Regions from separate parts of the Mus musculus genome. Here all the other regions are linked to region 4. The links are chromatin contacts, called in public ChIA-PET and HiChIP or PLAC-seq maps. All regions are on one chromosome and are shown on one strand. Each heading gives the region's core, a stretch centred on a gene start, on an enhancer-like site or on the middle of the called end of the contact. The rest is flanking DNA. Distances are from core to core; before and after follow the strand shown. Region 1 holds the start of Purg (purine-rich element binding protein G). Region 2 overlaps Tnks (tankyrase, TRF1-interacting ankyrin-related ADP-ribose polymerase). Region 3 has its middle 42 kb from the start of Gm46069. Region 4 holds the start of Dctn6 (dynactin 6). Region 5 has its middle 26 kb from the start of Dusp4.

Region 1 (4,728 bases), core at 199-2,698, 720 kb before region 4:
GAGGACCTATTGGGAATTGTACCTCCCAACACCCACTGGCCCTCACCCGTCTTTCTTTCATTTTCACTTTGTCAATACTGCACTTGGCATTTTGTGTATCTCTTTCCGCTAAATTGTGAGCTCAAAAATGGGTAAATTTTCTGTTTCATTCATTTTGTTATCTCAGCAGCGCTCAACAATTATATGCTGAATTAGCAGAGCTGGGATGCCATTCAATTGAAGAGCGCTGTATCAAGCAGGTGAGTGGTCCCAGTCTGGGGTTCCATCCTCAAAGCAAGAGGAGACACAGGGGACAACTAGTATACAACGACATCGAGTACCAAACTGCCCTATACGCCGCAGGCTTTGCATACAATCTCTAATAAAAGATCAAGAGGGCATGACAGGGTAGGCCGTACTCTCTTGAGTTCGAGGACAGCCTGGGCTAAAAGTGTGAGGGGCTACAGAAGAGAAGCCGGGTCTCAATAAAACCAAAGGGAAAAATAAGGCTGAAATTTGTTATTTGGGGACTCTGGATTAGCATCCTAAAGAGTTTTTTGCTCTCCAGGTTTTTACATATCAGGTCTATGGGAGAACGAGTCATATTCAACAAGACCAAATGCTCATTAGTACAATGACTTAACCTTAAGAGGTCCAAAACAATTTGCTCAGTAGTGGAAAGTCGGTTGCCTCCCCGGACTCAGTTACCTCTGCCTCCGAAGCGCTATAAACAGCAGCTGGGGCGGAAGAGGCGGGAAAGCCCACTGACGGGACCAGAGGAGGCCTGTGGCTCCGAGGCCCCTTTCCAGGGGATCTGAAGGAGAAAGGAGGCAAGGCTCCCTTTCCAAGAATCTCCCCAACACAACCCCAAGAGAAAGCCTCGTGGGAGAGAGAAACAAGCGTCCGAGATGCGTAGATATAGCCCAGGGTACGCAAAGGGGAGAGGCAAAAGCGGGGAAGGCACGTTACCCTGAGAAGAGCCAGATCTAAGGGTCTTCTCCTCCAGCAGGATGATTTATGGAGGACTGAGAACCAAAGCCCAGGACCCAGGCATCGAGAGAGGCCTCACATTTACTAACTTTATACCAACGGGCGCCTCGGTGCACTTCTGGTCTGGCGACTGCCCTTCCCTGCACTCCGCCCGCGGCCCCGCCCAACCTCTCCCAGCCGCGCCGCCCTCCCACCCACCGCAGCCACCCCGCGCAGCACGCATGCTCAGAGCTGACGGCCGCTGGGCACGCTGGGAAATGTAGTCTCAACGCAGGTGCGGGTGAGTCGCGGGAAATCACAACCCTCCCGCCACCTCTCCTGCCGGCTCTCTCGCACGCCGGGTCCCCGCGCGCTGTCTGCCGTCAGGGCGCGCCCGGAGGCAGAGCCCGAGTCCCCCGTCTTTCCGCTAGCGCGGCTGGGGAGGCGGGGTCCCAAGCCCGGCCCCTCAGGCAGCTCCCCGCCTCCCTCCCGCCCTCCCCGCGGCGTCGGGCCGGTGCCCGAATCCAGGCAGCGGCCGCAGGAGGCGCGGCGGCGGCGGTGGGCGCCGCAGGCGATGCCCCTGCCCCGCTGCTCCGGCGGGGGGCAGAGCGCGCGGCGGCGGCGGCGGCGGCGGGGAAGGAGGCGGGGGGCGGCGGCGGAGGGGCCGAGAGCTGGCGGCGGCGGCGGCGGTGGTCGTGAAGGGCATCGGTGACGGAGATGATGTGAGTGTCGGCTGGCTGGGACCCCCGGGGCTGCCGAGCCGGAGCTGGGCGGCTGGCAGCGTACGGGAATCGGAGCGGGAGGCCTGGGGCGGCAGAGGGGATGCTGTGTGCGCGGTGCGGAGCCGGCCGAGGCCGGAGCGCGAGAGCCGGGCCAGAGTAGGGGTTCCGGGCGGCGGCAGCGGGGGCAGTGCGGACCCAGGGGCGTCTGCGATTGTTCTCAACACCCCTCCCCCATCCCACCCCGTGTGTCTGTTTGTCACTTGCAGCTGAAGATGGAAAGAGCCAGGCGAAGGGGAGGCGGCGGCAGCGGCGGCGGCCGTGGCCGCGGAGGCAAGAATGTAGGGGGCCCTGGCCTAAGCAAGAGTAGACTCTATCCCCAGGCCCAGCATTCTCACTACCCCCACTACTCCGCGTCAGCCACCCCTAATCAGTCTGGGGGCACATCCGAAATCCAGGAGCTAGCCTCCAAACGTGTGGACATCCAGAAAAAGAGGTTTTACCTAGACGTGAAGCAGAGCTCCCGGGGCCGCTTCCTAAAGATAGCCGAAGTCTGGATAGGGAGAGGCCGGCAGGACAATATCAGAAAGAGTAAACTGACCCTCTCCCTGTCGGTAGCAGCAGAGCTGAAGGACTGTCTAGGCGACTTCATCGAGCACTATGCCCATCTGGGCCTGAAAGGCCACAGACAGGAGCATGGCCAGAGCAAAGAGCAAGTCTCCAGGAGGCGGCAGAAGCACTCTGCACCCTCCCCACCGGTGTCAGTGGGGTCAGAAGAGCATCCTCACAGTGTCCTCAAAACGGACTATATAGAGAGGGACAATAGGAAATACTACCTGGACCTAAAGGAAAACCAACGAGGTCGCTTCCTAAGGATTAGACAAACCATGATGCGGGGCACTGGCATGATCGGTTACTTTGGCCACAGTTTGGGCCAGGATCAGACTATTGTCCTCCCAGCACAAGGTATGATTGAATTTCGTGATGCCTTGGTTCAGCTGATTGAAGACTACGGCGAAGGAGACATAGAAGAACGAAGGTGTGGAGACGACGACCCACTTGAACTCCCAGAGGGGACCTCTTTCAGAGTGGACAATAAAAGGTTCTACTTTGATGTGGGCTCTAATAAATATGGAATTTTCCTGAAGGTAAGTGAGGTGAGACCGCCTTACCGTAATACTATTACTGTTCCGTTCAAAGCTTGGACAAGGTTTGGGGAGAATTTTATCAAGTATGAAGAAGAGATGAGGAAAATTTGCAACAGCCATAAGGAAAAGAGAATGGATGGCCGTCGGGCCAGTGGTGAAGAACAAGAATGCCTGGACTAGCGTGAAATTGAACTCCAGCAGGCAGAATTTAGAAATCAGTAATTGGCTAAACGTACTGATCCGTAATCATGATCATTTGAAGAAGTTTCTCCTCTTTTGGGCCCTCTGTTATTAGTAATACCTCTAATAGTTTATACTTAAAAGGAGTCTGATTCTCATGTTATGTTATACATAGATCACTATAATTCTCATGGGAATTCCAACCTCCCCAGAGCCAAATAGTTTAGCTGCTTCAACTGCTCCAGACTATTGAAGTATGCAGATCAGCACAGAGTGTGACATTCTGACCTTTAATCACGATAACTTAAGATTTACATTGCACTATGACAGAATCTTGAAAATGATGATACATAGACTTAATACAAAAGTGTGAATTTCTATTTAACAAATCCCACCCCCAAAGAAAGTCCCATACTTTGTTAAAAGTTCGTACTTTGTTAAAAAGTTGCAAAGTTTACCTGTAGGACCATTACCACAGAAACAGAGATTGACCTCAAGTGTAGTATATTTCTTTATGAAAGTACTAGTAGGAATATATTCTCATTGGGTAACTGAGTATTAACTAGTACCACTAAAATACAAATATTATTAGACAATTAGACCTTTGAAATACAATGTCATATTCCTTAGCAGTTACTACTATATACAGAATTCTATAATTTCAAATTTTGTGGTAACCCTACAGTTTTAGTTGCCATATCAAAGCCACGGAAGAGTTTTAATTCATTATTCTAGCTAATTGCAATCTAATCTTCTGTTTCCTATTCTATATATTTCATTGACTTTCCAAAGTTTTGGAAATTATGCTTATGTCACTGTTGTGAGGGAGGCTTCACCCAGTGGCTTTGTTATGGAAATTTTGATGTTTTAAAACAGCCTTTCATGATAATTTGGAATTGTTTTTCCTTAAAAATCTGTCATGAACTTTCAAAGTGTATTTTATGCTTTCCCACTCGTGCATAAGGGTTGGTGCACCAGCTCACTGGTGTAAAGATATATCTACTGATATATATTTTTTAGTAGGGCTCTTATATTGGCTGCCCTTAAAACCATGTCAAACTTACAGTATAAACCTGACTTTTACACATACTTTTAACTCCAAAAGAAAAAAGTTGTTGTTTTTGGTTTTGGTTTTGGTTTTTTTGCTGAGAATACAAAATTGCAGTGTGGGAGATATAATATTTGGAAACACTATTGGTTATAAACATTTAAAAGGAAAATTCAGGCATTTTCCAAGGTGCTCCTTAAGATTCTCAAAGAGGCTTACTCTACACAAGACGTATCCATCCATTTGTGCTTGCCTGTATTAAAAATCACTTTCCAGAAAGTGCCACCTGAATTTTTAGACACTCAGCAGTTTTTAAGCAAGTGGGTAGATATAGCATGGACACCCACAGCATCCCTTATTAACTGAATGAAATTTCATCTGTTGGGCTACATCTTACTCTAAACGAAATTGTGTTTTGTCGTGGGATCAGTTACTGCTCCACAGTAAGTCATGTGATCACATTTAAGAGACAGGCACTGATTTCAGCTGCCCAGCTCGAGTCCTCATGGGTGAGAGCTGGCTGCAAGGACCGAGGTCAGAATGTGGCTCTTCTCTGATATGCTCTTAAGTAATTCAGCTTTGAACAATTTTCCCTCCAGAATTTTTCTCTAAACACATTAAACTAAGGTCGCTAAGGAAAACCGTGGGACGAATTAAGAAGATTAAGTTCATTGGCTTTTGTTAA
Region 2 (4,725 bases), core at 1,884-4,383, 840 kb after region 4:
GCTGGCCATGTGCCCAGTCTGCTGTTCTTAATCCTGGCACAATAGTACTGAGCAGTAGTAGAGGTCCTACAGTCTCGGTTCTGTCCCTCCCTCCCTCGACCATCACAACCCAACCCTTCCCATTATGAGAAGCAAGGCTCCTGGGGAGTTTGAAGGCTTGTTGCTTTGTTCCTGTTGGGACAGAAAAGACAATGATGGATTAGGTGACATCAGTCAGGTCAGGCCACTGGCATTCTGCGAGCCCAGGTAAGGAGCTTGCATTTGAGGAAGGGTCTATCCTGTGGTCTCTCTATGCTAGCTGATGTCAACAGCAGGCATGCGAAGATGAGGCCCAGAGGACTAGTAAGGTCATTTTATTGGGAAGGAACACAGGCAGCTCTGAGTGAAACCCCTAAACCATTACAGAGTCACCTGGCTCATGCTCACTTAGCAATGGCGTCAGAAACCGCTGAAAGCCTGTCTGTCCACTTTAGCATTCTCTGCTTAATCTGTTTGTGCTTGTAAGAGTGCTACAACTCTAAGCTGGACACATGATTTTCAGACAAGAAAGAAAGGCTTGGACACAGAATATTTAGTAAATCAGAAAGGGTCTTCATTTAAGTATGCCTACCTATGCTTTCCTAGCCAAAAATGTGTCACCTGCCCACTTACAAAAACAGGCTGAAAAACAAGTCTTTTATAGCTGAGCACACATCTGTCTCAAGAAAATCAACTAATCTACTGGTAAGGAATTAGAAGATGAATTCAGGGAGAATAAATAACAGCATCTGCCATCACTTCTGTAAGTCATGGGTAGAAATTTGTTTCAAGGACCTGAGAAATGATTTGTAAGCAAAATCACTTAATGCTATTTGAGTCTTTAAAAAGTTTTCAGATAGCTGAATGAGATGTTCACTTTAAATCAACTCTGCACAAACTAGAGTCACCTGGGCCGGGAGCTGTACCGACCGAGTGAGTGCCTTAGCTGAGCTGGGAGCACCGTGTGAACAGTGCATTCCGGTAGCAACCCAGATTAAAGGGGCATGGAGAAGGAAGGCTGTCCCGCTAACTTGGCCTTCCCTCCTTTGCTGCTTCAGTTCCTCCTGACCGCTGCAGCTCATTCCTGCACTGATAGGAGACCAAAGTCTCCAGAACACACCAGGTTTGGGGCACCAGACTGGGATAGCTTAAGCACCCAGCCTCAAGGCTGAGCAACTACCAGTCCTAGATGTCTCAAGTGAAACAATTGTTCTATCTCACTGTTAGTGGATGCAATAATAACAATAATAAATTCTATCTGTTCTTCTCCTCCAGGAAACTCTAATACACTATGTAAAAATGAGCACATCAGAGCCAAATATGGCAGCACATGCCTCTAATCCCACAATGCTGGAGGGAGACTGAGCAATGTTTGTAGGCCAGCCTATGCTACATAAAGAGATCCTCTTTTAAAAACACTAAGGAGCTAGGAAAATGATCCGGTCTGTTCAAGTGCTCGGTATGCAGACATAAGGATCTCAATCTGAATCTCCCATACCCACGTTAGGAAAAAAGAAGAAAGCTGGGAACTTGGTGTGGGACAGAGGGATCCCTGGAGCTACAGGCTCAACAAAGAGACCCAGTCTCAAAAACTAAGATGGAAGGTGACTGCAGAACACCCAGCATGGACCTCTGCCCTCCGTATGAACACACAGACACACACAGACAGACTAACAGACAGACAGACAGACAGACACACACACACACACACACACACACAAATCACAATAAAAAGTAAAGAATCAAGAACAAAATCAGAGGCAACTAGTTAAGGACACTCCTGCTCTCCTGTCTAACAATAAAGATCTGGCACAGAGTTAGAAGGCAAGGACAGCTGGGTCCCAAATTCTGGGTGAGCACCTTGGTCTGTGAGGGTCCAAGTGGGAAAGACGTAAGCCAACAGCTAGACACTCATCCAACGACCTTACTAGTCCTCTGGGCCTCATCTTCGCATGCCTGCTGTTGACATCAGCTAGCATAGAGAGACCACAGGATAGACCCTTCCTCAAATGCAAGCTCCTTACCTGGGCTCGCAGAATGCCAGTGGCCTGACCTGACTGATGTCACCTAATCCATCATTGTCTTTTCTGTCCCAACAGGAACAAAGCAACAAGCCTTCAAACTCCCCAGGAGCCTTGCTTCTCATAATGGGAAGGGTTGGGTTGTGATGGTCGAGGGAGGGAGGGACAGAACCGAGACTGTAGGACCTCTACCACTGCTCAGTACTATTGTGCCAGAACAGCAGACTGGACACATGGCCAGCTCTCTCTGGTTTCACTATTCTGATATAAAATTGAGCTACCCCTGTCCAGGAGCAGTAGAATGTAAGTAGAGTGTAAGATGATTTGTAAATTTCAGCACATGTTTGCTGGTAAATAATGTCATTTCACATATTTAAAGAAAACAAAAAATGTACTTTAAGGAAAAACTAAATTCAAAGTACAAGGCCTAACTAAATACACTTAGCAACATTCTTAAAGAACTGATTTTAAAGTATTATAATTAAGGCCCTTTGAAGTGTTTCAGTACAAGATGTAGGGCCACGGGTATTTATTCCCCAGGTCTGAGCTAAAAAACCAGGAAAAGTCATTCCACTTAACATTTAACATTTTAAGCTTGCCTACAATTAAAATCTGCAAGAAACAACCTTAAACCTTAACGGTAACATGAACAATGTTATCAAAAAAGAAAACCCAAAGGCGTTTGGTGTAATATAAACTGAAATATTTTATAAACAGTAGCAAACAACAGACTAAGAAGGCATTTTCTTCCTAACCTGACTACCAACAAAGCAACGAGCACTGGATCACAATAGCAAAGTTCATATTACATGTCATTTTTTAATTTTTCTGTAAGTATTGTAAGATCCAAGAACACCCAAAAGACAAAGAGTAAAGTAAGCTTGAAATTGTCAAGAACACTGACATAAAAGATAAACGGGCTTTTAGTGACAGAGGATCCACGAGATACCTTAGAAGGGAAGGTATCAGTGATCTACTGTTTACGTAATTCCAGCCACAAGACTGGCCTCATTGGCTCTCTACTGCTGGGATCAAACACCACCAAAGGCAGCTTGGGGATCAAAGGGTTTGTGTGGCTTCCCACTTCACAGTCCAACATGAAGGGAAGTAGTCAGGAAACAGGAAGTGAAACCAAGACCCATGGAGAAGAAACCCTCCTTACTGGTGTCTGTCCCCTTTGCATGGCTTGCTCAGCCCCGTTTCTTTTTCTTTCTTTTTTTTTTAAAGATTTATTTATTTATTATATGTAAGTACACTGTAGCTGTCTTCAGACACTCCTGAAGAAGGAGTCAGCTCTCATTACGGATGGTTGTGAGCAACCATGTGGTTGCTGGGATTTGGACTCAGGACCTTGGGAAGTTGATGCTCTTAACCACTGAGCTATCTCACCAGCCCAACAGCCCTGTTTCTTATAAGAATTACCATCAACTACCCAGGAATGGCTCCACCCACAGTGGGCTGGGGTTCTCCCACATCCATCAGTAATCAAAAAATTGCCTCACAGACTTGCACACGAGCCAATCTGATGGAGAAAACTCCTAAACCTAGAGTCCCTCTCCTCCCAGATATGCCTGTGTCACGTTCACAAAAATTAGCAACACAGAAGCTTTTGAACAATAACTGTAGAGCTTTTAAACACTTTTCTCCCCAGGGTATTCAGTGGCTCCCTAACATCACTGCCTACTCCAGAGGGTCCAGACATGGAGGAACTTCTAACTCTAAGTTCATTCTGAATCATGTGCATCCTGGCTGATGTGTGGAAGGCAGCTGCTGTTTATCTCACGACAGCTCCACCACCATGCCTTCACTCTCATTCTGTCCACTTTCTTCTTCTGACATGTTTTTAGGTATTTGGGTTTACTGTATTTTACGGAAGAAATGTGTATGCTGTTGTGAACATCTGTACTGGGAACTGCGGAAAGAACCTCCACCTTACTTGTCTTCTATGTACCAACTGGTTTACCTCATCTAATACACAACAAAGCACAGACACCTAGTTAGAAGTTTCTGATTACTCTGTAATATACCATCCAATGACAAATATTTTATATTTAACGTTATTGCTTCCTCTTCTAGCTTTCATTGTAACTATATTAGCTTTTAATCCTTAGAAGATAAACTAGCTTCTGATTGGTTCATCAAAAGTCACAAAGGAGTATATTTCCCTGTTGATTTCTCATTTGTCAAAAGCAGACCCTAGCTGAAAATTATTCTATCTTATAGAACCTGGTTTGGGGAGGGAGAGGGGGAGAGAGAGGGAGAGAGGTAGAGAGAGGGAGAGAATGCTAAAGTACAGAGAACTAAAGGAGTGCTTTCTCCAAACCCAACAGAGAAACTACCAGAAACAAAAAAGGTAAGAAACAGGGAGTAAAAATAAACTGTCCCAAGAAAAAAAGATGGTTAAATTCCAACGCAAAAAGATTAGCTCAACAGCAGAAGGTAATTATCCTGCCTAGGCAGGCGATGGACCAGAGAAGGCCTACACTCAACACCAGCACTGTGTCTCCTTTGCTGCTGTGAATATGAAGACAGGATTTCCCACTGCAGCGCTAGCCAAAAGTAGAGGGATATATCAAGGGGAAATACTGCAATCGGACCAGAGGGCCAAGTGCACAATTACATCGAAGGTGACAGCATTTTTAAAAAGCAAAGTTTGGAAAATGGTGATAAAAGAAATCACACTGGG
Region 3 (4,635 bases), core at 1,435-3,934, 620 kb after region 4:
CATTAATTTTTTGTGCAAAGTGTTATTCATATATTCCTCATTTATTCTTTGATATCCTTAGAGTCTAGAATGACATCCCTTCATTTCTGATCTTTGTACATTTTAACTCCTGCCCCCCCCCACACACACACTATGTGTGTGTGTGTGTGTGTGTGTGTGTGTGTGTTCATGTGCATGGAGTCCAGAGTCTTCAGGCACACCATCTGTTTCTTTTGAGGTAAGGTCTCTTATTGTCCTGGAACTGATCAGTTATGCTAGGCTGCCTAGCCAGCGAGTCTAGGAAGCCACTGAGTACCAGGGGTCCTTCTGTCTCTACCTGTGAACATGTTTACGTGAATTCTGTGCCTTGAACTCGGGTTCGAATATTTTCAAGGCTGTACCAAATGAGCCATCTCTCCAGCCCTGGTTTTGTTCTTGAGAACCAGCTCACACCAGTATATGAGCAGCAATACGAAGCAGATTGTCTGAAAACACAATTACATAGTATGTAAACATAACAGAAATACTCTTCAGCCAACTTGCCCAGAGTTACAGTTAAACGCAGCGATCTTTCCCAAATATAAGCTAAAAGCAACCGAAAGTGGAAGACACATTGGGGGACTCTCCCCTCTGCCATGGTTGCCATCCAGATTGCTTTAAATGGGAAGTAACAATAACTCGGTTGTCAGAGTAACAGCAGTTACCGGAGGCAGGATTCTGAAGACAGTTAGCAGTGATGGAGTGAGGAAGCTGAGCACTCAAGAAAAACTCGCTGAGAAAGTCAAAACTCTATAGAGTCAATATTACATACTCACCTGTACATAAAGACAGCTCTGGTCCTAGAATGTATTTACAAAAGAAAATAATAAAGAGGGCATTATTTTAAGATGAAAGTAACTACTAAGCTACTCAAATAGATAAAAATTTCAGAAACATTATCTATTTAGGTCCTTTTTATACATTTCAAAAGCACATGAATCAACCAGGAATTATACATGAAGAGCTACAGGTATAGCTGTCTCCACGTGTCTTCCCTCTTCCTGCTATAGTTAAATAAATAATAATTTAAAAAAAGTCAGCAGTGCTATTACTTATACAATAATAGTTTGCGGCCTGGAAAGCCTTTTCCCAAACGCTATCCCATTTGTCAGCATGGGAAGAGGTGGTGCAGGGACCGAATGAACCCAAGGCTGTAAGGCCTCTGCTCTCCACAGAACTACAACCAGCCTATAAGTGTGACTTTTGAAAGCTGAATCCCATGATCGCTTCCCGCCACATACAAAGAATGCCCCCCATCCTGCCCTTCTCCTTGAAACTTTTGTGAACAAACCCTTTGAGCTCATTCCATCTCTCCGTAATATTTTGTAATAGAATTAGACCAGAACCAAGGTGGTTTGTTTTGTTTTGGTTGTTGTTGTTGTAACCCAGGTTAGTGATTAACTCAAAGTCTCCTTGCCTCTTCCTTCTAGGTGCTGAGATTCCAAGCACATACGATCATGATAAATCAGTTGAGCCTCTTCCTCCTCCTCCTCCTCCTCCTCCTCTTCTTCCTCCTCCTCTTCTTCCTCTTCCTCCTCCTCCTCCTCCTTCTCCTTCTCCTCCTCCTTCATCTTCTCCTCTTTCTTCTTTATTTTTGGTTTTTCAAGACAGAATCTTTCTATGTAGCCCTAGCTGTCCTGGAACTTTGTGAACCAGGATAGCCTCGAACTCAGAGATCCTCTTGGCTCTCTCTGCCTTCCTCTGCTGGGATTAAAGGTGTGTGCTTCCACTGTCCGGCTTTTGTCTTCTTTTTTATAATTTCCATGCTTCACTAGGTCTCCATGCCCAGAAGAGCTAAGGATTGGTGCAGAGAAGTGTATTTGCACAGATCGAAACCATAAACCAGAAGAGACCAACTCCATTCTGCCTGGCTCCCATGAGACGTCTGCACAGGAGGATATTGATGAAGGAAGCCCATGTCATATTGTAAACTTACTTAAAACATTATGGGGCAGGGTGAGGGGGTTGGGTCTGACAAATTATTTTGGTTCTTCAGTGTGAATTTTGTAGATGAAATGTCAAAAGGTAAAGTGGGTGGGACATGTCTGAATCTTAACCCATAAGGAAAAAAAAAAAAAAGCAGTGTGGGTTCTTTACCAAGTCCCTTTTGTCCCCAAAGGCTCTCCATGATTCTGATGCATTTTGGTTTTGCTTTTGATGAGTAAAGAATGTTTGGCTGGTTGTTATTGCCAAGGGTGTTTATACCTTTAATCAGTGACTTTGTCAGAGTCCAAGCTGTCATGCAAAGTTGCTACTCAGAGAACAGTATAGAGCCGAATAAGAACACTGTGCTGATCTCAAATGCTACAAATTCATGACCCACTCTGTGTTTTCAAAAAATGTATTTTTTTTTCTTGAAGAGTTTTGGCACTCCAACTAAGCTTAGAAGGATTGCTACCGGGGTTCCAGATGAACTGACTTCCTCAAGCAAGTTTTAAACAGTGTCTGGGGGATTGAAGCAGAGGAAAGGGCTGATACAGGATCGGCATCCTGAAGAGCCGCATGTCTCTGAGCTACTCGAACGCCCCTCACTTTGTCTCAAGGGACTGTCCATCTGTTCACGCTGTCTGACACTCTCTGAAACCAAACCTGCTGTGACCAACTTGGCTCGGTGTGAGAAACTGTCAGCTTGCTCCAGAATGTAATAATGTACCGCCTCCAAGTACCTTAGCACCGTTAGCATTTCCTGGAGTCTCCGCCCAACAGTCACCGAACAATGGCCAGGTAGAGCCTCTTCCTCTCTTCCTCTTCCTCTCTTCCTCTCTCTCCCTCTCCCTCTCCCTCTCTCTCTCCTCTCACCTCTCTCTCTCCCTCCCTCCTTTCCCCTTTCCCCCTCCCCCTTTCCTCCCTCTCCCTGCAATCTCCATCTCTCTCTTTTCTCACGTGTCCTCGATCTTCCCCTCTTCCTCTCTCCTCTCTTTCTGTCCTTCTCTGTTCCCCTTCTCCAGGTCCCAAATAAACTCCCTTTTATATTCGGCCCTTCGCATGGTTTGGTTGTTCAGGGAACACCTTGGTCGGGCCTGCCAAGCATCCTCATGCAGCCGGTTTATAAAACACAACTACAGTCGCATCTGAAGATGCTAAGAACAGGCTCCTTGTACATCTTCTAAAGTGACCCTCTTGGGCATTAAATACTGAGACTAAGTTCGTTGAAGAAAGATGAAAGGGGGGTTATTGTTCCATTATTTTAATTAATTTCAAAGTTTTATTTTTACCCCCTGCCCCAAAATTCCTCTTTAGCTCTCTGTGTGTGTGTGTGTGGGGGGGGGGTAGATCATAAATTTAAATATAAGAGGAGAGGAAGTGGTTTTACAGCCCAATACACATTATCTGGGTAGCACAGACTTTATCTTCCTGTTTTGTGTTAGCCGGCATGGATCACCAGAGCTCAAACTTAGATTGGGTTCATTCAAATAAGAAGATCTGAGATGATGGCTCCAGCTATGAGCTCCTCCAGGGACCAATACAATTACCTAAGGGGTAACTAACTAAACATCTAACCTTCTAAGTGAGTTGAAAACAAGTAAACCAGCTAAGCCTTCCTGTCTCCTCTTTGTCTCAGCCTTGATAATCAAGACAGTTTTCCACAGCCTCAAAGAACAATTTTCCCTCTTTCTGAAAACCTTTCATAAGGACACACCCAGGGGAAACCATTTGCATTTTGATGACATCCTTTGTCCCGAGTCTTACTTCCAAAGCCTGTTATTGTGTTGCCTAACTAGATTGATAACTGCTTCATTTACAATCCAAAAGACTTCTTAAAAGTTATACAGGGAATTTAATAGGTAATCCCAATTGTGTTTCCCAAAGAGCCCAGAAACCAATTATGCTAACCCTGTTGTTTTAACTCCCTGGGGTCTACCACAGTGCCCTTTCCCCACCCCCACCCCTCAATCAGTAGGCAGAATTTTGTTGTGAAAATACCAAAGTGCCTTCCCCGCTTAGGGGAATCCCCAGGTATGGTTAGATTTTCAATCATGTCCAATGCTTAAGGAGGCTAGAGCCAGCACTACCCACACTGGAGAGCTAGGGCCAAGATCAACAAACCTGTTAAAAATGAAACCCACCTGATGCTCCCTGAACAAAGTATACCCCTGGTGTTGCTCTGCCCGGAGATTAAAGCTGTTAGAACCGGAGGCCGGATGAGATTCCAGGCAAGCTTCCTGTGGGCTCCAGAAGGGATAAGACTCTCCCGAGAATAGGGATTTCTACCACGCTGCTGCATATTGTCACAAAGGAAGCCAGAAAAAGAAATGAGACTCCTAGCATCTCCAGTTGTCTCCCAAGCTGGGCAGTGACACCTGGCTGGGTTGCTCCAGGCTCTCTGACTTTATGAAGCACATTCATCTTCAGTCTTTCCATCCATCCCTCGAGTCCACATGAAGTTAGCTCAAGTGACGAATGGACTTCTAGACAGTATGTTTGTTGAAGTATAGAAATACAGAGGAACGGCACAAATTACGAATACAAAACTTGATAAATTGCCACCGTGTAAGTGTGCTCACAAAACTACCCAGGCCAATGGAGAGAACCCCCAGCCTGTTCCTGATGTCTGAAAGGGTTGGTGAGGCTGAACACCCCTCGTGTATACGATCATGCTTGATATTTGGATACACT
Region 4 (4,283 bases), core at 664-3,163:
TTCTGTTGTGGAAATGAAACACCGTAACCAGAGCAATTTGTAGAAGGCAACAATTTATTGTGGCTTAAGATTCCAGAGGGATAAGAGTCCATCATTGTGAGGAGCCAGGCAGCAGGTGGCAGAAAACCAGGAAGCTGAGACACCACAGCTTGAAACACACATGCATGTGCAAGCAAGAACAAACATACACACACATACACATGCACTCACAAGTGCGAGTGTGCATGAGCATCTTTCTAAACAGCACCATCAACTGGGGTCTAAGTACTCAAACACATGAGCCTATAGGAGACTGTGTCATTCACACCACCAAAAAATAATATGAAAAAAAGTTTTTAATACAGCTATGCTGACTCTGTAGCTAAGAAAAAGGTTTTAAGAGATTCATGGAAAAATAGCAAGTCAGTGGTAAGAATGTTTAATGTATTATGAACTTCTTAAGTGGCACACAGCCTATTAGGCCAAAATCACATATACTTTTAAATGCTTAACAAAACAGCTTTGGATTTTATTTCTTAACAGTATTCTAACTGTTCTGTCTTGCTTTCTGTCGCTGTGATAAAGACCATGACCAAATGCAGCGTGGGGAGGAGACGGTTTATTCGCCTTACACTTCCTGCTCACCATGCCCAGGGAGCTCAGGGCAGGAACTATGACTGCTTACTGGCCCACTTGCTAAGTAGCTTTCTTAAATGGCCCAGGCCTACCCGACTGGAGATGGCTCTGCCCACAGTGGGATGGGCCTTCCCATCTCAATCACAGATCAAGACACTCACCCCGACATGGACGATCCTTCAATTGAGGTTCCCTCTTCCCAGATGACTCTAAGTTGTTTCAAGCTGACAGTTAGAACTCATCAGGACACTAACCCTAGAATTTCTACAGACCATCAAATGATAATGCATACCACAAAGTTCTTAGAGCAAAGTTTATTCCTGGGGCGTCACTGTTCTGACACCAGTATTCTCGATTCTGAGCCGAAAGTTGCCCAGAAACACCCTGTCTCTCTAGATCTTTGTCCTGTGATAACTGAATGCTTGCTTCCGGGGCGATCCACGCCCTCTTCTGGCTTGAGAGACAACATTCACACGCACACACCTTAACACCGATACATGCATATACATACAGCTGTATATGTATATGTATATCTCAAGACATTAATCCCAGGACAAAGGAGGCAACGGCAAATGAATCCCTATGCTTTTCTGTTATCCATGCGGTCTCTTTCCACCAACGGCTCTCACTGGTGAAGACTGTGACAGGAAAAGCCATAGTTGCCGGCCCTGGGCTCTCAGGCACTGACATAAGGATGACAGCATCAGTGTCTTCTTCCAGGCCTCCCTCTTCCTGATCAGAGGCAGGGCCGACGGTGCAGCCACCGCTGAGCAGCCTTCTCGCCCGCACAACCTCCCTCAGCCTCCCTGAGTCCCCCACGCAGCCCCAATGGAGTCTGCGCAGGCGTGCTGGGATGGGTGGGGGTCACGGAACAAACCCTCTCCGCCCCCACACCCCACGGACGCCAGGTATGGGATTATGGAGCCATCCACCTATACACCGTCTCAGTGCCCCCACGCCGCGACCAGAAACGGGTTCTGCCCCTGCGGAGGTGTTAACACGTACCTCTTTTGCGTCTTCTCCGCCATCGTCAAGCCCGGGTCTCAGGAAGAGCTGAGATCGATTTTTGCAGCCTGGCTAGAGCGATGATCTCTGCATGGGATTGCAGAGCCTGGCACGGCCTGGGAGAGGCGGGGCCTGAGAGACCCGCCTTCTGCTTTCCAGGTTCGCGCTTGCGTGCTGAGGATGGTTTGCTTTTCGGGGTTGGCTTGGCTTGCTTCGCTTCTGCCTCCTGGAAAGTCGTTTTTTCCACTTGACAGTGTTTACCAAGTCTATCCTAACCCCATCAGCCCTGATCCTTATCGTTAAGTTCACTCTACGTTTAACTTCCTCCCTAAGCCTGTCAAAATCTCTTTTGAACATCAAATCCAGTTTTTAAACGTCTCTTTACAAGCGCGCGCGTGCGCGCGTATGCGTGTGTATGTGTGTGTGCTTGGCTCTTCTGAGGCTTTGTCATCTCACGCTATTAAACTTTGAAGAAACCAAGCTGTCTTTCCATCTCCCAACTACTGCTACGTAGGACCCAGGTGGCATAATAAGGATTCATTCTGAGAAGCAAAACCAGCAGGAGATATGAATTACGAGGGTTTTGTTAGGAATTAGTTAGGGATCTGCTGTGCAAGTTCGAAACCCGTAGATCAAGCTGGGACTTTTTCATTTGGAAGGCCAAGCTGCTACCCACAGGTGGAATTTCTTCTTTTCAGGGGGGAAGTTTCAGTGTTGCTCTGAACCCTTTAAACTGATTGAATCTGGCCCACTCCTGGTTATCCGGGACAATCTGTTTCTTAATTAAGCAATTTCTAGTCACACCAAGAAATATCTTAAAGGGGGTGTGTTGGGGCTGTTGGCTCAGTTGGTACAGTGCTTGCTTAGCATGCATGAAGTCCAGAGTTCATTCCAGAGAGTCACACGAAACTGGCCATGGCAGAACCCACCCATAAACCCAGCCCAGGAAGGATCACAAATTCAAGGTCACCCTTGGTTACTCAGAGTTATGGCTCCTGCCATTTTCCTGGTTTTTATAGTGGTTGTTGTATTGTTTTAACAGTTTTTCTAGTGTGGTTTATTCTTTTTTATGATTTCTCAGAGGGACTTGTTTCTCTCTTCAATCTGAAAGATTCCTTCAGGTCTTCTGTAGACCTGGCTTAGTGGTAATGTGTTCTTTGAGTCTGGTTTTGTTTGTTTGTTTGTTTGTTTGTTTTTGGTTTTTGAGACAGGGTTTCTCTGTATAGCCCTGGCTATCCTGGAACTAACTCTGTAGACCAGGCTGGTCTCGAACTCAGAAATCTACCTGTCTCTGCCTCCGGAGTGCTGGGATCAAAGGCGTGCGCCACCACTGCCCAGCTTTGAGTCTGTTTTTGCAGTAGAAAGTGTTTATTTTTCCTTTAGCTAGAACACGTAGGTTTAGTGGGTGCAGTACCAGAGTACTTTCAGACTTTGAAATACATCATTGTGAGCTCTTGCAAGACGTTTAAAGTTTCAGCTGAACAGCCTACCTTCATTCAGAGGGACACACCTGTTCAGGTGATGTGGTGTGGTGATGCTCTCTTGCACTTTAAATACACTTTTTTTTTTCTTTTATGGTCCTCCATGTTAGTGTTTTAAATACAGTATGACAGGGGAGGTTCTTTTCTGGTCTTCCTGTCTAGTGCTTCCTGTATCTACTTCCTCAATCTCCCTAAACCTGTGGGGGCCTTTCCTGTCACAATTCTTTTGAAACTGTGTTCTAAGCCTTTAGGATAAGATTCTTCACTTCATATGTCTGTAGCCCACAGAGTTTGTCTTAGACTTTAGAGTAGATCTTGGAACTCCCATTTATACTTTTTTTTTTCTTTTCTTCTTATTTTTTAAAAGGTTTATTTATTTTATGTATGCGAGTATATTGTCACTCTCTTCAGACACACCAGAAGAGGGCATCAGATCTCATTACAGATGGTTGGGAGCCACTATGTGGTTGCTGGGAATTGAACTCATGACCTCTAGAAGAGCAGTCAGTGCCTGTCTTCACCTCTGAGCCATCTCTTCACCGTTGTCCTTGCTGAATTGCTCTAGTTCCTGCAGGTGTCTCTAAGATCAAACATTCTGTCCTCTCCTTGGTCTGTCCTGTCTCTGAGGTTTCCCACGGGGCTATTTGTGTTGGTGTTTTTGTTGTTTTGAGACAAGAGCCTCACTATGCATCCCTGGCTGGCCTGGAATTGGCAGTGTAGACCAGGCTGGCCTGGAACTCACAGAGACAGAACACACCTTTAGAAAGAAAAGGGTTATTTTGGCTTACGGATCCAGAAAAATAAGAGTATGTGACTGCAGAGGTGATGCAGGGCAGCAATTGGCGGACACACGGGCAGGAACAGGAAGTTAAGAGCTCACAACTGGAACCACAAGCACAGAACAGAAAAAGCAAGGAATGTGGCAAAGCCTACCTTCTGTGACACCTTCCACCATTAAGGCCACACCTTCCACCGTTAAGGCCACACCTCCTATTCCTCCTCTCACAACACCACCAAATTCTGATCAAGTGTTCAAATACCGGAGACTATAGAGGTGACTTTTCTTTTTTTTTTTTTTTTTTTTTTTTTTTGAAAATACAACTACAGAACATTTCTTTATTTTTCACTGAGACTTTCCCAGAGGCTATATGACTAACCTTGTCCCCACCCCACCCCCACAAA
Region 5 (4,880 bases), core at 1,574-4,073, 670 kb after region 4:
TATTTAACACAGCATGTCTCAAAGATACCTAACAGGGAGGCTTCCAAGAGCAATGGATGGTGGTCTCACGCATGGAATCCCAACAGACAAGAGTGTGAGGCATGAGGAGTTCCGTGAGTTCAGGGCAAACCTAGGCTACATAGTGAGTTCCAGACCAGGCTCACCTCAGACCTGTCTCAAAAGAAAAAGAAAGAAAGGGAGGAAGGAAGAAGGGAAGGGAGGGAGGGGGGAAGGAGGAAAACCACAAATAAACAAAACACATAGAAGTCTTTATCTCTTCATGTCACTGGGAACAGAGAAAAGGGATGCTGGCTCAGGAAGGAAATTTCCAGTTTGCTCCCAGTTTCCTTCCGTGCCATGTCCACTTCCTGTTTCCTATACCATATTAAAAAAAAAAAAAAAAAAAAAACACTACTTCGTTTTTTTTTTTTTTCCTAAACTGGGTTTCTTATCATATCTAATTTGGAGTCTTCTAACTCTTCTTTTCTTTTTTTCTTCTTTTGTTTTCTCTTCTATTGGATATTTTCTTTATTTACATTTCAAATGTTATCCTCTTTCCCAGTCCCCGCCTCCTTCCAGGAAAATCCCTATCACATCCTCCCTCCCCCTGTTTCTATGAGGGTGTTCCCTCACCCACCCACTCCCACCTCCCCGCCCTCGATTCCCCTGGAGCATTGAGCCTTCATAGGACCAAGGACCTCTCCTTCCATTGATGCATGACAAGGTGATCCTTTGCTACACATACAGCTGGAGCCATGTGTACTCCTTTGTTGATGGCTTAGTCCCTAGGAGCTCTGGGAGGTCTGGTTGGTTGATATTGTTGTTCTTCCTATGGGTTGTTCTTCAACTCCTTCAATCCTTTTTCTAACTCTTCTATTGGGGACCCCAAGCTCAGTCCAATGATTGGCTGCTAACATCCACCTCTGCATTTGTAAGGCTCTGGCAGGGCTCTGAGTTTCTCTCTCTCTCTCTCTCTCTCTCTCTCTCTCTCTCTCTCTCTCTCTCTCTCTCTCTCTCTCTCTCAGTGGAGGGGTAGCCACTGAGGAAAACATTTTAAAAATATTCCATGTGCTAGGGAGATGCCTCCATAGGTACCATGCTTGTTGCAGAAACATACAGATCTGAATACAGACCCCTAGCACCCATGTTAAAAACCAGGGCGAGCATACACATATGTAACTCCAGCACTGAGTGTATGGGGAGGTGACAAACTGATCTCCAGAGCTCATTAGCCAGGCTGTGACATGGGTCCAGTTGAATTTGTTCACTCCAAGTTGTTTGAGGGATCTGACTCAAAAAGTTAGGTGGAAAACCTAACAGAACAGGACATCCAACATTGGTTCCTGCCTCCCCTCCACACAGAGCACACAGACACACTCACACTTACACACAGACACACTCATACTCACACTTATACACTTACTCATACACACACTCTCACCCACTCACAGTCACATACACTCACACACACACGCCCACTTTTAAAATGCTCTCCGTCTTTCCTTTTGTCAATTTTCCTTTTATTATTGTACTGCTAAATTCTGCAAGGGCCCCCCTCCCCCTTCTAGAAGGAGGCTGGGGTGTAACTCTACCTCCCTTTAGACTTCAGACTTCCTGGTTTCCAACAGTCTTTCATCCCATTGATCAGCTTTCCTTATCTCTGCCATTGTGTCTCCTTTGCACGCCCATCCTAAGAGAACAGTGCACAGGAACCAAGGTATAAAGGCTGTGCACCTTAAATAGTTCTGTTATATGTGTATGGGTGTGTGTGTGTGTGTGTGTGTGTGTGTGTGTGTGTGTGTGTATCCACATATTTTCTCCTTAAATCTTCACAACAGACCTTTATAGGGTAATATCACCATTTTACAGAAGAGAAATCAGAGCTGAAGCAATTTACCCTTGGCCACTGCTGCACAATTTTGGTAGTAATTTACTCTAACAATACTTCCTTAAAAGCAGCTTGGGACAACATCACTCTAATCTATCTGTTGGGGTTGGTTAGGAGAAGTTAATTAAGGGATGAGTCAGGAGCCACCCCCCTCTGGCAGCCAGGAGCACTTAGCATTTAGATGACAGCGTGCAAATCCACCCTGAAGAGTTTATTCATTAGCAGAGAGATGCTAGAAATATTTTTTTTTTGCTAGGGGAATGAATAGATGATTTATTTCCAAACTCGGTCATTGGTTAGAAATATGCAGACTCTAGTACCCGTCCACACATTAGATTTGTAAACTGTCCATGTCTAGTTGAACTGGTTCACTCCAACGACAGGCACCACAGGAGCCTCATGTCAGAGGCCATCACCATTGGTCAGTCCTCTGTCTTCCCATTTCCCAGTGGGCCTTACCAGAAGGAACATTCAAGGAAACGCTCTTTTCGAGGTCCCTATCATACAAAACAATCCGGCAAACATTGTACCGTGTGTGGCTGCTTTGTATACCTTGCAGGTAAGAAGGAACTATTGACAGAATCTAACAAGCCTTGGCTGTAGACTCACCAACCCTGGAAGTTGAGCTTTGGGGAAGGAACCTCAGCATACAGCTGTCAAGCGATCCCCCACCACGCCCCCCTTTCCCCCTGTGCCCCCCACCCCACACTGAGTGGAGAGACTAGATTAGGTGTATCAACAAAAGTCACACAGCTGCTGGATGTAAGGGCAGAATTTGGGGCCAGCTCTTCCCTACTCAGTCCACAGCCCAGCTGCCCCATGAGAGAAGAGATTAAGCAAAGAGAGGAAAAGACTCCAGGCCCCCTGTGGTGTCAGTCAACCACAAGAAACCTTAATCTTAACAGTCTTCCAGGAAGGGAGGCCTTAAGGAGCCTCCTCCTGCCTGAAGCTCTGTAAAGGTCAGGCTAAGTACATAACAGGAAAGAAACAGTGTCTGACTTGATGTGTGTACTTAGACATATGAAATTCGGCATAGGGCCATAAAATGAAGGGAGGGTAAACCACAAACTTAGCTTTCTCTGTGTGCGCTGCGGGAAAAGGCCAGCTGTCCTTCGTGTGGGTGTCCTCGGCCTGGGAACCCTTTCTTCCCTGTGCTGAGACTCTCAGTTGTACCTTTCTCAAGCCACCAGACAGCACCAACAAAGGCTCATGACCTGAGAGGACACAAATATCCCATCTCCACTATCCTCCTAGGGTCACAGGCCTTCCCCCCAGAGCATCATCAACAAGGACAAAATCCGTAAGATTCCAGGAGTTTTCCTTATCCATCGGACACGCTAACTACAAGAAGCATTTCTGAGTTGGACCCAAAAAAAGAAACAGAAAATGCCTCAATGGAGAAGAACTTTGAGTTGCAGTCTTTAAAAACATCTTTCTCCATGTTTGAGACACAGGAGCCTAGACCGAGGTCTACAGTGCTGAGAGCTGTGGTCTCCAGACAGCCATGCCTAGAACCAGCCAGCTTCAAAACAGTTAGTCACAGAGGCCATCGGGTCCAGCCTTCTCATTACAGAGATAGGGAAACAAGTTCCCTGAGGCCCAGTAAGCACCAGGCAAGTGGAGGGGTTTGGGATCTTAGTGTCCTTTTCCAGGCACCCACTTCTTACTGAAAATGGCACTGCCCAGGAGCTCCAGCCGAGCTGGGAAAACATATCTGGGTCCTAAGCTGGGCGACCTTTGGTCAGCAGCTCACTGAGGTTTGAATACCCGATAAGCTGCCCCATCTCTTACTTCTTAGAAGGACTTGGGTTTTTCAAACTTGACATTTAACAAAACATATTAGCTTTTACATCGAAACAAACATATTGAAACAAAGCCACGTCACGTTTCCTCCCTCCTCCCACCTCTCTGCCCTCCTTCCTTCCTTCCTTCCTTCCTTCCTTCCTTCCTTCCTTCCTTCCTTCCTTCCTTCCTTCCTTCCTTCCTCCTTCCTTCTGTTATTTCTCCCTCCCTCCCTTCCTTTCTTTCTTTCTCCTCCCCTTCCTTTCTTTCTTCCCTTCCTCCCTTCTTTTCTTCCTTCCTTCCTTCCTTCTTCCTTCCTCACTTCCTTCCTGCCCCCCACCCCATGCTGGAGACCAGCCCCCCAGCCTTGCATATGCTAAGTACTTCCTCAGCTTCTTGCAGAGTAAACTTCCTATCTGAAGCCCTGAGCAGCAGAATTACCGGAACACCCAGCTGGCATGACTGAAAATCGGTGCACCATCTGTCTTTGATTGATAAGCAAGCTTTCGAGGAGTTGGTCTGAAGCACACTGAAAGGCCACCAGTCTGAGGGGCTCTCCGGTGAATGTGCTGATTCTTACGGGAGGAGTGCTATGCCTCCTGGGTCAATCCGTTCAAAGGCCTACAAGAAAGAAGCCCTAGTCTATACGAGAGAGCAAGAGAGAACCTAGGTTATAGAGCAAGAGAGAACCTAGTTTATTCTTCACCTTAAACATTTAGCCTCTGCCTTGGTGTCTGAGACGCCTCTAGATCTGTCTTTCTAGGAACCAAGGCTGATGTAGATGCAAGAGTCTCCAAGGATTTCAGTTCTGGGCAGCTTGTTGCATCTTTTCATTCATTCATTCATTCATTCATTCACACACATTTTGATGCTTAACATGTTCAGGACCATTATTGATGGGCGTTATGAGCTGAATAAGTGTTTACATTCTCCCTACCCACAGCTTGCCTTGTTCTTAGCCATTGACTAGAGTAGATTCCTAGCTCCAGCCTTTAAACTAGGCTTGGGGAATGCAGGATCCTCTGCCTTCTGATCTTCATCCATTCAACAAACATGCTGATGACCTAGAAACATGGTGAAAGTATGCCTCAGACCCTTGGGGTCTAGTAGAGAATGTGTTCTATAGAGTACTATGCTGCCTAGTTTTGTTAACTTGACTCAGGGGAGAGTCGTCTGAAAGAAGGAGACCCCAATTGTCAAACTACCTCCC

What was found. ChIA-PET counts read pairs in DNA pulled down with a chosen protein or histone mark. HiChIP or PLAC-seq counts read pairs in DNA pulled down with a chosen protein or histone mark.
Region 1: an H3K27ac HiChIP or PLAC-seq map of cardiomyocytes shows a contact between it and region 4, with 4 times the contacts expected there. The contact joins the promoter of Purg here to the promoter of Dctn6 in region 4. A contact is called at or near these places in 10 of 39 promoter capture datasets (3T3-L1-derived adipocytes, erythroid cells, fetal liver and 7 more), 4 of 484 Hi-C or Micro-C datasets (embryonic stem cells, natural killer cells, regulatory T cells and 1 more), 1 of 115 datasets of contacts at active chromatin or transcription factors (cardiomyocytes) and 2 of 9 other capture datasets (adipose tissue and liver).
Region 2: a contact with region 4 is called in an H3K4me3 HiChIP or PLAC-seq map of bone marrow-derived macrophages, with 9 times the contacts expected there. The contact joins the enhancer-like site here to the promoter of Dctn6 in region 4. A contact is called at or near these places in 5 of 39 promoter capture datasets (the C10 cell line, hippocampal neurons, liver and 1 more), 3 of 115 datasets of contacts at active chromatin or transcription factors (bone marrow-derived macrophages, large pre-B cells and memory CD8 T cells) and 2 of 9 other capture datasets (adipose tissue and liver).
Region 3: an RNA polymerase II ChIA-PET map of memory CD8 T cells shows a contact between it and region 4, with 16 read pairs. The contact joins the enhancer-like site here to the promoter of Dctn6 in region 4. A contact is called at or near these places in 1 of 39 promoter capture datasets (the 3T3-L1 cell line), 5 of 115 datasets of contacts at active chromatin or transcription factors (bone marrow-derived macrophages, embryonic stem cells, memory CD8 T cells and 2 more) and 3 of 9 other capture datasets (adipose tissue, embryonic stem cells and liver).
Region 5: an H3K4me3 HiChIP or PLAC-seq map of pro-B cells shows a contact between it and region 4, with 3 times the contacts expected there. The contact joins the enhancer-like site here to the promoter of Dctn6 in region 4. A contact is called at or near these places in 4 of 39 promoter capture datasets (liver, neural stem cells and stem cell-derived epiblast-like cells) and 7 of 115 datasets of contacts at active chromatin or transcription factors (the NIH/3T3 cell line, bone marrow-derived macrophages, craniofacial prominence and 4 more).

What each region holds. Positions count from the first base shown.
Region 1 is chr8:33,384,394-33,389,121 of GRCm38.p6, forward strand. It overlaps Purg (purine-rich element binding protein G), which reads left to right and starts at 1,449. Exons shown (of 2, transcript NM_001382855.1): 1 at 1,449-1,670; 2 at 1,937-4,728. The coding sequence starts at 1,943. The coding sequence ends at 2,995. It overlaps Wrn (Werner syndrome RecQ like helicase), which reads right to left and starts at 1,134. Exons shown (of 34, transcript NM_011721.4): 1 at 949-1,134.
Region 2 is chr8:34,942,163-34,946,887 of GRCm38.p6, forward strand. The region is part of intron 1 of Tnks (tankyrase, TRF1-interacting ankyrin-related ADP-ribose polymerase); the gene reads right to left. Among named protein-coding and RNA genes, the nearest start is that of Tnks, 21 kb to the right of the region's middle. Within about 2 kb of position 3,134, at least 55 of the 459 cell types and tissues checked have an H3K27ac peak or open chromatin away from gene starts, as enhancers often do. A contact at or near this core is called in bone marrow-derived macrophages and memory CD8 T cells, where this site is marked.
Region 3 is chr8:34,729,172-34,733,806 of GRCm38.p6, forward strand. No RefSeq gene overlaps it. Among named protein-coding and RNA genes, the nearest start is that of Gm46069, 42 kb to the left of the region's middle. Within about 2 kb of position 2,685, at least 45 of the 459 cell types and tissues checked have an H3K27ac peak or open chromatin away from gene starts, as enhancers often do. A contact at or near this core is called in memory CD8 T cells and regulatory T cells, where this site is marked.
Region 4 is chr8:34,106,799-34,111,081 of GRCm38.p6, forward strand. It overlaps Dctn6 (dynactin 6), which reads right to left and starts at 1,914. Exons shown (of 7, transcript NM_011722.4): 1 at 1,621-1,914. The coding sequence starts at 1,643. It also overlaps a transcript of Mboat4 not described here and the pseudogene Gm10131.
Region 5 is chr8:34,779,293-34,784,172 of GRCm38.p6, forward strand. No RefSeq gene overlaps it. Among named protein-coding and RNA genes, the nearest start is that of Dusp4, 26 kb to the right of the region's middle. Within about 2 kb of position 2,824, at least 42 of the 459 cell types and tissues checked have an H3K27ac peak or open chromatin away from gene starts, as enhancers often do. A contact at or near this core is called in extraembryonic endoderm stem cells and pro-B cells, where this site is marked.